Regions from separate parts of the Hordeum vulgare genome. Here region 1 is linked to region 2. The links are chromatin contacts, called in public Hi-C maps. All regions are on one chromosome and are shown on one strand. The core of a region is the stretch at or near the end of the contact, and the rest is flanking DNA. Distances in the headings are between cores, read along the strand shown. Region 1 has its middle 160 kb from the start of LOC123446345. Region 2 holds the start of LOC123448446 (U4/U6 small nuclear ribonucleoprotein PRP4-like protein).

Region 1 (5,143 bases), core at 102-2,601, 550 kb after region 2:
TAAGGCGGCAATTATGGAACAAAACACCAGGCTAGAAGGTCAGGCCTTCCACCTTTTATCAAGTATATAGGTGCATTAAATTAATTAGCAATAGTGTGGTGATATAAAAGAAACCCATGTTTTCACATCGAAGCAACTTCACCTGCAACTAGCAACGCTATCAAGAGGCTGAGCAAGCGGTAACATAGCCAAACAATGGTTTGCTGGGTTGTGGAAAGGTTAGAGGCTTTTCCTGGCAGTGTTGGGAGGCTGACATTTAAGTGGTAGGCAGCGAAACATAGCGAAAGAAACGAGACAACTAGCATGGCAATGATAGTAATGGTATATAGGAAAATGGTCATCTTGCCTGTGATCCCGCTTGGAAGAAAAACGAATCCGTGAAGAAGACGAACCGACGTTGTCGAGCGAATCCTCACATTCTGACATACTTGCGGAACTCTATCGAGAAGAAGCAATCCGGACACAAGAATCAACACGCGATAACACCACACATATTGATGACAAGATGCATAAACACATATGATGAATGTCCGGTTTAATTATGCATGACACGACAAAGCACAACAATTTATTAGTACACATTAAATGAAGCTCAATATGCAACGAGTTGCATATTGACAAAACCCCACATTCATATATTTAGTTCACTCCTGTTAGGTACACGACAATATTAAATGTTGCTAAATATTGCAAGAGGTGAAACTATATAAACTATCTATGTAGGCATTTTAAATGAGGTCGGAAACAACTTATAACATTTCCGAAATGACCCCCTATGTGTTACTTTAGAAATTGGTCCAGATCTGAACTAAACATGTTTTATATTTATTAAACAACAAAATAAATGTCACCTTGTTATTCTACACATTTTTCTAGGTAAGTTACTTATGGGGAACATTTTAATCAAAGCTACGGTTAATTAGCTATGAGAGAAAACGTTTTAACATGGCAATTAATGTAAATTAAAGCAAACAACACATTTAAATATTTTTAACATGTATGAAAGTTGAAAAATATTAAACTACATAAAATCTAGGCATTTTACATGTTCAAATCATATTAATCCGATGCCCGGTTAATTCTCTATTAGTGTGTTTAAAATGATGTTTTTTCTAAAAATATGAAGAAAAAATGTGTAGAATAACAAGGTGACATTTATTTGCATAAATTCGTATAGCCCAAAAAAATTGATTTGGGCCGGTTTTCATAAATTCGCATAGCCCAAAAAAATTGATTTGGGCCGGTTTGCAGCACCCTGGCCACGACGATCTGGCCTGAATGAGGTGGGCTAGTGCGTGTGCAAAAGAAATACAGGGCTTGAACAAAAACATGGGTCTCATGGGAATAGAACACAGGACCTATCAGATACTGGCGCTCCTCATTAACCAGCTGGGGCACGAAGCAACACTGATAGCTAAAAGATCTTGACCTAGATGAACATTACCCTGTCACTAACTGAACAAACTGAAAACTGATCGCTTGAAATGCAGGTGCAGCTACGCGATGCGAGGAACAAAGCCACGGTCGGCGGCTCCAGGGCGAGGCAGTCCAGACCCAGAGCAAGGACGAGCTGATCCAGGGCTGGGGCATCCATTCCCGATAGCGGAGGCACGGGGCAGCCTCCGAGCTCGAGGCTGCTGCGGCGGCGGCTCCAATGGCCGGCGGCCATGCGGGGCTGTTCCTGCACGAGCGAGAGGGAGAGCGAGACACAGAGGAGGGAGAGGAAGAGCGCGGGAAGGAGGAGCAGAGTAGGGCGCGGCTCCGGTCGACGTGCTATTGGTCGGAGGCGACAAAGGTCAGCGACTCGAAGTGCTTCCATGGCTGGCTCCATTGCTGCGGCGTCCGGTTCTGAACTCCTGAACAAAACACATGAGAGAGAGACGAGACGAGGGAGAGAGCAGATGGAGAGGGAAACGAGGGGAAGGGGACCGGAGGGACCCGGGGTCCTGGCCTGCTGGTTCGCTAACCGGCGGCGGCCGGTCCTACGAGGAGAGCGAGGAGGCTCGGTTGCGAGGCCTCCGGCTCGGCTGCCGTCGCCTGCAGAAAGAGAGACAGAGAGAAAATTCAGGGAGGAAAAACAGGTGAAGCGAAGCAGGGGAAGATGGCAGACTCTGGAGATCCTACCGCGGCATGGAGGAGCTCCGGCAAGGCTCGACGTGCTGGCTGGACAACGACGAGGAAGACCATGGAGTCAAGCTTCGCGGCGGATGGCTGCTGCGGCCGCGTGCGCTCGGGCATGGGCGATGGGATGGATCGGGAGGGCTCGTTGGTTGTGTTAGACTAGGTGGTTATACCGTATGCGCTCTTGTATAGTCAGCCATACTGTAGTTATGATCGTGCAGCAGTTGTACTAGGTAGTGTTGGACGTCCGGTGGTAGTGGCACACCCACGATCCTGCTCGGCTGAGCCAGCAGCCTATATTTACCCCCCAGCCTTGAGCATAACGATGTGTGTTGAGTCTCATCTTCTCCCCTGCGCAAACATGTTATCACACACCACCGGCCTGCACAATTCCTTCGTGCAGGCCCCCGATCTTGCTTCCGCTTCCACCATGGACGAGAACCCCGTCCTCTCTCCTCAATCCTTTATCGACGGTGCTGCTGGTGTCCTTGCTGACGCAGCCGACGTCCTGGCCGCGGAACCCCTCGAGCACCTCGCACCGGCCGCCTCCGTCGTGCTGGTCACGCCACCTCCCTCTGTTCCCTCCACAGCCCTCAAACCGCCGACATCCGCCGCCAAGTTCCCGTCGTGTTTGACCTCCTGGCCGGCAACTACTCTCAATGGCGGCGCCATTTCGACACGGCGATCGGCATGTTCAGTTTTCGTGCTCTAGTCGACGCCGTGGCGGTCCCTCGCCCCGACGATCCCGAGTGGCAGATGGCGGATCACACTTTCATCCATTGGCTCTACGCCACCATGTCGCTGGAGCTTCTGGATGCAGTCATGCACCCCGAGGACACGGCCCTCACTGTGTGGATCGTCGTCGACGAGCTCTTCCACAACAACCAGCTCAGTCGTGTAGTGTACATCGACGCCAAGTATCACGCTGTCGTTGAGGGCGACATGACGGTGATGCAGTACTGCACCAAGCTCAAGACCTTCGTCGATCAACTCCGCCATCTGGGCCAGCCGGTGACCGAATCGCGTCAGGTCTTTCATCTTCTCTGCGGTCTCAACCTCCAGTTCCATTCTATCATCCCGCACATCACCTGTCAGGTCCCGCTCCCGTCATTCCTCCAAGTGCGCTCCTTCCTTCTGTTTGAGGAGCACCGTGCTGAGCAGCGGCTCGCCAACAGTCTGTGCATGCTCTCTTCGCTAGGCGCGGCTCTCCTTCGACTCTGGCGCCGCCTTCCCCAACACCCGCCACCGACAACACGCGTGGCCGTGACCGTGGACAGCGTCGCCGCGGTCGTGGCAACAGCACCACCTCTGCCTCGCCAACGCCTCCGGCGCCTTGCCGGCTCCCAGCGCAAACTCTTGGACGGGCCTCGTCCAGGCCTGGCCCATGCTGTGGCGCGCCCTCGGCACCTCGCCCCGGCACGCCCCACCAACACGCCATGTTCGCGCCCCCGGCTCCGTATGGTTACGGCACGCCCGGCGTGCTTTTGCCAGGGTACGACGCTCCTGGCAGCCTACCTCCCATCTACGGTTCCCTGGGCGCCAGTTCCTCCACCGCGCCGCCGCCGCAGCCGTGGGACATGCAATCGCTGCAGGCTGCGCTCCACAGCACCAGACTAGTATAAAAGAAGGCTTTGGTCCACTCGATGAAATCCCATTAGTGTGGATTCACTTACGAACCGGGACCAATGGGGGCATCGGTCCCGATTCGTGAGGTCAGGGCGCCGGCCGGGCTTCGTGGACCATTGGTCCCGGTTCGTCTGCCCCTTTGGTCCCGGTTCCAGACACGAACCGGGACCAATGTGCCTCGCTCCGGACCCACAACCATTAGTCCCGGTTTTTGACTGAAACCGGGACCCTATGTTGAACTTTAGTCTCGGTTTCATCCACAATCTGAGACCAATGCTTGGCCTATATATACCCCCTGCCCGCGAGCAAAGCAGTGCACTGCTCTGTTTTTTTGGCCTGCCGTGGAAGAGCTTTGTGGTACACTAGCTAACCTCGTATGCATATGTGGTGTTCGATGAAATGCCCAAGCCACACTTAAGCTTTCTCCTCTCGAAGCTCCTTGTCCAAGCTGCATTTTCCTCAAGTTTTTTGTAGCTTTGGCGGTCCGTCCGTGTTCCGTCCCCGCCCACACCGTCGTGGATCGCCCGCGCCCATATCGGCGTCGGCACCACCGTGGTTAGTCTCTTGTTCTTATCTTCTTTCTAAAAGAAAGAAGTTCTTACTTGTATGATTTAGATAGATACTTGTGTAATTTTCTTACTTCTATTATTGTTTGTTATTATATGGTGCGATGGTTTTGGTATCCGCCTCCGTCGGCCCTCGTCCTGTCTATGATTCGGATATGATATATATTATCTTTTATAACTATTTTTTTATTTACTGTTTATGAAAATTATGCTGACCAACGTGACATAGATTTTTTAATCTAGGAGGTATGTGAACCGGAAATTCAAACCGACATAGAAATTCTTGCTGACAAGTTAGATTTGGTTGAACAAGAAAACAATTACTTGAAAGAAAAATTACAAAGAGTTGAAGAGGAGAAGATGATATTGGAGTTGGATGATGCCGATGTCGTAGACGATCACACGATCAAGACGGATGCTATGCGCTTGAAGATTAGAAAGATTAAAAAATATGCCATTCATGCTGAGGCTTGGTATCATTATGCCGTTGGATCAATTTGTACCTTAGTTGCGGTTACGATCGCATTTGTTGTTGCATTTAAATTTAGTAGTTTCAATGTATGTTCTAATTAGATGATCTAGAGAGCTATATGTTATTCAATAATGAGAACTATATAAGAATGTTATCTATTTATTTTGGTCACTACTGTACTTTGGCTTTAATGTGATGATGAATTTCTATTAATTTGGTCACTTCTCTATTCATGATATGTCGTAATGGTTTTTAATACACTTTATTATATAACGCACGCAGAAGAACCGGCAATGGATGTATGGTGACCGACGTACCTCCGAGTATATTAAGGGTCTGCCTAATTTTCTCGATGCGG
Region 2 (4,961 bases), core at 2,064-4,563:
TAGTGTAGGACAATCTAGAGCGCACTATGTAACTGTAGTGCTGTAAATAAACAAGTGAACAGTAAAAGATGTACTCCCTCCATCCGGAATTACTTGTCATACAAATGGATGTATCTAGAACTAAAATACATCTATATACATCCATTCCCACGACAAGTATTTCTGGGCGGAGGGAGTACATGTGAATGAACCGACTTGTTTCTTAGTGTGACAAGATAAAGAAATGACTAAATTAGTTATTCTCGGAGAATGCATCACACAAATAATTCTGCACACAAAGAAGTGTAGGTGTTTGAGCAAACGGTTACCTCCACTAATATCCAGACTAGTAACCTTTGACTCATGGCCTGCCAAGCTTTTAATTGCTTTGCAATCACGAGTTGACCATAGCTGAGAACAAAATATTTAACATGAGTGAACTAAATAGGGGGGGGGGGGGGGGGTAAATTGATCCAAAATCACATATGAAACATACCGCTGCTTTAGTGTCATAGGAAGATGTCGCTAAATAATAACCCTCCTGGGGTTCAAATTTCACATACGAGATAAGACTCTTATGCGCCGGTATAGAATACAACATTTGTCTGGTCCTCAAATCCCATATTCGACAGAAATTGTCTTCACTTGCAGTTGCAACTAGATGACCATTAGGGGAGAAGCTGACTCCTAGGACCTGACAGAGAATAGAATCATGTCAGTTATAAAAAGGAAAAATATTCCACAACAAATAATCAGATACATAAGACCGCAGAGCAGGTAAGGCACTTGAGAAGTATCCATGCTGTTAACTTACAGGTTTCACATGCCCAATGAGGGTACAGTACAATCTTCCTGACCTTAGATCCCAAACTCGAGCATTCGCATCAAGCCCACAAGATGCAGCTAAAGAACCATCTGGATGAAAGCTAACACCATATACACTTCTGCTATGTCCCTCTTGGAGTAGAAGTTCAGTTCCAGTATTGATGTCCCACAATCTCCAGGTCTTGTCAAAGCTAGCTGTACCAAGGTACTTTCCAGATGGATGAAAAGCAACGCGAGCAAGACGATCCAGGTGACCATCAAAAGACATTAGGAGTGACCCATCGCTGTTCCATAATTTGGCAGTTTTATCAGCTGAGGCTGTCGCTAAGCAGTTATCAACTGGAGAGAAGGCAACATCAGTTGCACGTTCTCTATGTCCTTTCAGGGTTGCAATTTTAGTTATCTGTGGCATGCTCCATACTTTGATGATCCCACTCCATGAACTGCAGAACCAAGAGGAACAAATAGTTATTTTTACTAGAAAGGAAGAAAAGGACATTAGGTGTTGACAAACAACTAATTGCATGTGTCATTGCTAACAATGAAATACTAACATAGACTCAGTTGTGCGTCTTACATGTACCGGTCTTATTTGGTGTGAGTGTGAGTGTGAGCAAGAACTCTCACAATTTGTCAAATCCAATTAAATATTTATAATCTGAGCGTAATGGAGATGCATTCAGTGCTGCTAGGATAAATGCTCCACACATTGCCAAGACATCAGTCCACCTAAAATGGGCCTAACTAATATGCAGGATGCCAACCTTTGTCTACCAGGAAAAGAAGAAATCTGGCCCTGACTTCTTGACAGTGCTGTCAAATTGAACACTAAGGGCTTGTTTGGTTGAAGACCTGGTGAAAAATTGCCTGGCCTGAAACTTCCCGTGGACTTGCCTGGAGTATGTTTGGTTGATATCGTCAAAAAGTGAACACTAGTCTTGCCTGGGACGTGATTAGCCTGCTGAAGCACCAGGCAGCAACATTAGCCTGGACCAGGCATCGGGAAAAGGTCGCCTGGGCTCACGCCTGGGCACTAATTTAGAATTTTCTTGCGTGTTGTGTAATGAAAGCATGGCCCATCAATAGTTTATAGGCTTATAATAGCGATCCAGACCAGGACGCATACAAAACAAGTCACCCCCACAAGCTAGCCTCATCAGGCAAGATTCGTTGGATCAGGCGCACACCAGGCTTCAGTTTTACCCAGCAGGCACGAAGGCCAGGTATCGAACCAAACTGGCCCTAAAATTTCTAGTTATACTAATAAAAAACGACTGACATTAATTTAGCTAAGAAAACCATCATATACCAACATTTTGTTACAATGGCATCAAATTCATCCCATATCTCTACATGGTGAAGTAAAACTGCAATTTTTAAATGTGTGCAAGCTAAACCTGGCTCGCTACGAAAGCAGTTTGCAGTTATCACTGATGAAATGCTCAGGCAAATGTGTATGGATAAATGCACAAAAAATTGAAGAAACGTGGGAATCTGTTATGATAAGCACCGATTCAGATTGTTTTCAGTCATTGAAAACCTAACATTTAAGAAATCTTACTCGCCAGACTATATATGCTCAATCGCAATAGCCAGCAGTTAAGCCAACCCGAAATTAAGAACTGAGCGAGCCGAAATAAGATTACATTATAATGAAGTGGCGTGCAGCTTTAGGCAAGCATTCCTCACTATTCGTCTGATACACAAGCAAACAATGCATTTTCAGGTATCGGTTATTTTGAAGACGTACCTTGTGGCGAGCATTGAGGCATCGCCAGAGAAGGAGCAGCCGGTGAGCGGGCGGTCATCTCCAACCTCGCTGCACTCAAGCACGAAGTCCCCCGCCTGCTTGACAACAAGGCCCGCCTCTGCCTCGGGGTCCTCATCGGGATCAGCGAGGCGGCGCTTGGCCCTGTCGACTCTGGCCTTAGCGCGGGGCAGTGAGTACATAGCTATGTCAAGGCGCGCCTGGAGCAGTTGGTTGGTACCCTCGGTGAAGAAGGGGTACTGGATCTGCTCCGTGTCGTCGTCGTCCGGGGCTCCTTGCTCGTCCTCCTGCGCGCGGAGGAGGCGGTCGAACTGGGCGTCCGCCTCGAGGCGGACCATGAGTGCGCGTAGGCGGTCACGGCGCTCCATCTCGCGCTCGCCGAAGAGCGTGATGGGCTCGCTGAGACGGCGGAGGCGCGTGCGCACGGCGGAGTCGTTGGTGGGCACGGCCATGGCGTAGGCGCGTCGGCGCTGCAGGAGCTCCTGTACGGCGCGCTCGTGGCGCTCCCGCGCGGCGCGGTGGTCGTCGGAGACCTCGTAGCCGGCCTCGTCATCGTCGGCAGCGGCGGATGTGGAGGGTGGGACGGGGATGGGGATGGGGGCGATGGGTGGGTGGACGGGGAGGGGAGCCATGGGAGGGGGGAGGGGCCTGGGGTTCTCCATGGACATTACGCTGGGGTTTGAGAATTGGCACTAGGGTTTGAAGCTGCGAGGCGGCGGTGGTGGCAAACGGGAGCGGCCGAGACACAGAGGGAGATGTTTCTTTTGCTTAGATCATGTCTAGTAGAACCCTCAAACCCCTAACCCTTAAAAATAACCGTTTTTTTTACAGTTTTCGTCCGAAAAACGGCGTAGACTAGAACCCTTAAACCCGTAAATACTTTTAGAGGTCCGACCCTCAAACGCCATCGCAGCCTGTAGAAGTGAGGGTTGGGGGGAGTTTCTCCCCCAACCTGCACTCCATTTCCTCGCGAGCGCGGGAGGAAGTTTCAGCTTCCTTCCCTCCCTCCGCAGCGCCGCCGCCGCCGCCCCGCCCTCCGCCGCCTGCGCCCCGCCCCGGCCGCCCTCCGCCGCCTGCGCCCCGCCCCGGCCGCCCTCTGCCGCCGACGGCCCGCCCTCCGCCGCCTGCCCCGTCCGCATCGCGCGGCCGTCCCTCCGCCGCCACGCCCCGCCCCCGCCGCCACGACCGTCCCACCGCCGCCCCGCCCTCCGCAGCCCGTCCACGCCGGCCCTCCGCAGCGCCTCCGCCCCGCCCTCCGCAGCCCCGGCCGCCCTCCGCAGCGCCGCCCCGTCCCCGCCGGCCCTCCGCAGCGCCGCCGCCCCGGCCGGCCCTCCGCAGCCCCGGCCTCCCCTCCGTCGCCGCTGGCCGGCCCTCCGCCGAAGCCCCGCCCCTCCGGCCATGGCGCCGCCGTCCTCCGAAGAGCCGGCTGCCGCCTCCGCCGAGGCCTCCGCAGCCGGCGCCATCTCCAAGGTCCTCGTCGTCATAGGTGCGTGCGCTTTTCCCTCCCTGCCGCTCCTGGCGCTATGCTTGCTTGCTTGCTCACTGTGTGGGGGTCTGGTCTGGTTGCAGCGATGCAGACGGAGGCGCTCCCGCTCGTCACCCGGTTCCAGCTCGTCGAGGCGGCCGCAGCGATGCAGATTTAAGTGGCAGCAAGTTTCCGTTGGAGAGACGGGCCCTGTTGGATGGTTAGTTCACAGCCTATACATGTCCAAAATGAATTGTGATGGTGAAATCATATAGTGCACAGACGTCATTCGTTGGATAGGCCGGTTATAATTTTAGGTGGAGTATTTGGATGTGAGGCTGTCAAATTCTTGCTAGATGATGTTGCATTCCATGACAGGAGAATAACCATTCCTGTGAGTTCCTGCCTTATGTTTCTTGCCCATTCACAGTGGAATTGCATCGATTTTCTTATAGCATGATTACATCGATAAACTGCAGTGTAATTAGGAAGTCATACTTGTGCTTAGCTAGTTTTACCAAATGCATTCAATAATCCAATATAGAACTAAGATCCATGCTTTTCTTCAAGCACATCGTTGTTTTACTTTTCTATGTCCTATTTGATTCGATCAATTGTTGTAATTTGCTCAAACATTGTTGTAATAATTTGAATGATTATTGTTTTATTCGGTGGTGTAATAATAACTAGAATGATTATTGTTTTATGTCAAATGTGATTGAATTTGTGATATGTCATATGATGAAATGTGTGATATATGAAATAACAGTTTTAAGGGTTGGGGTTGGGGCAAAGACTAGAACCCTCAAACCCAACCCTTATAACGGAATATTCCGTTATAAGGGTTGGGTTTGAGGGTTCTAGTCTTTGCCCCTGTTTTTCAACCCTTAAAAGTGTCAAAAATGACCAATTCTCAACCCTTAA

The links. A called contact is a pair of places that touch in the nucleus more often than the background predicts.
Region 1: a Hi-C map of seedling shows a contact between it and region 2, with 4 times the contacts expected there. The contact joins the enhancer-like site here to the promoter of LOC123448446 in region 2. A contact is called at or near these places in 2 of 6 Hi-C or Micro-C datasets (leaf and seedling).

The regions. Positions count from the first base shown.
Region 1 is chr4H:237,454,075-237,459,217 of MorexV3_pseudomolecules_assembly, forward strand. No RefSeq gene overlaps it. Among protein-coding and RNA genes, the nearest start is that of LOC123446345, 160 kb to the left of the region's middle. Within about 2 kb of position 1,352, at least 3 of the 3 cell types and tissues checked have open chromatin away from gene starts, as enhancers often do. A contact at or near this core is called in leaf and seedling, where this site is marked.
Region 2 is chr4H:236,898,590-236,903,550 of MorexV3_pseudomolecules_assembly, forward strand. It overlaps LOC123448446 (U4/U6 small nuclear ribonucleoprotein PRP4-like protein), which reads right to left and starts at 3,314. Exons shown (of 5, transcript XM_045125340.1): 1 at 2,555-3,314; 2 at 794-1,247; 3 at 476-673; 4 at 309-390. The coding sequence starts at 3,240.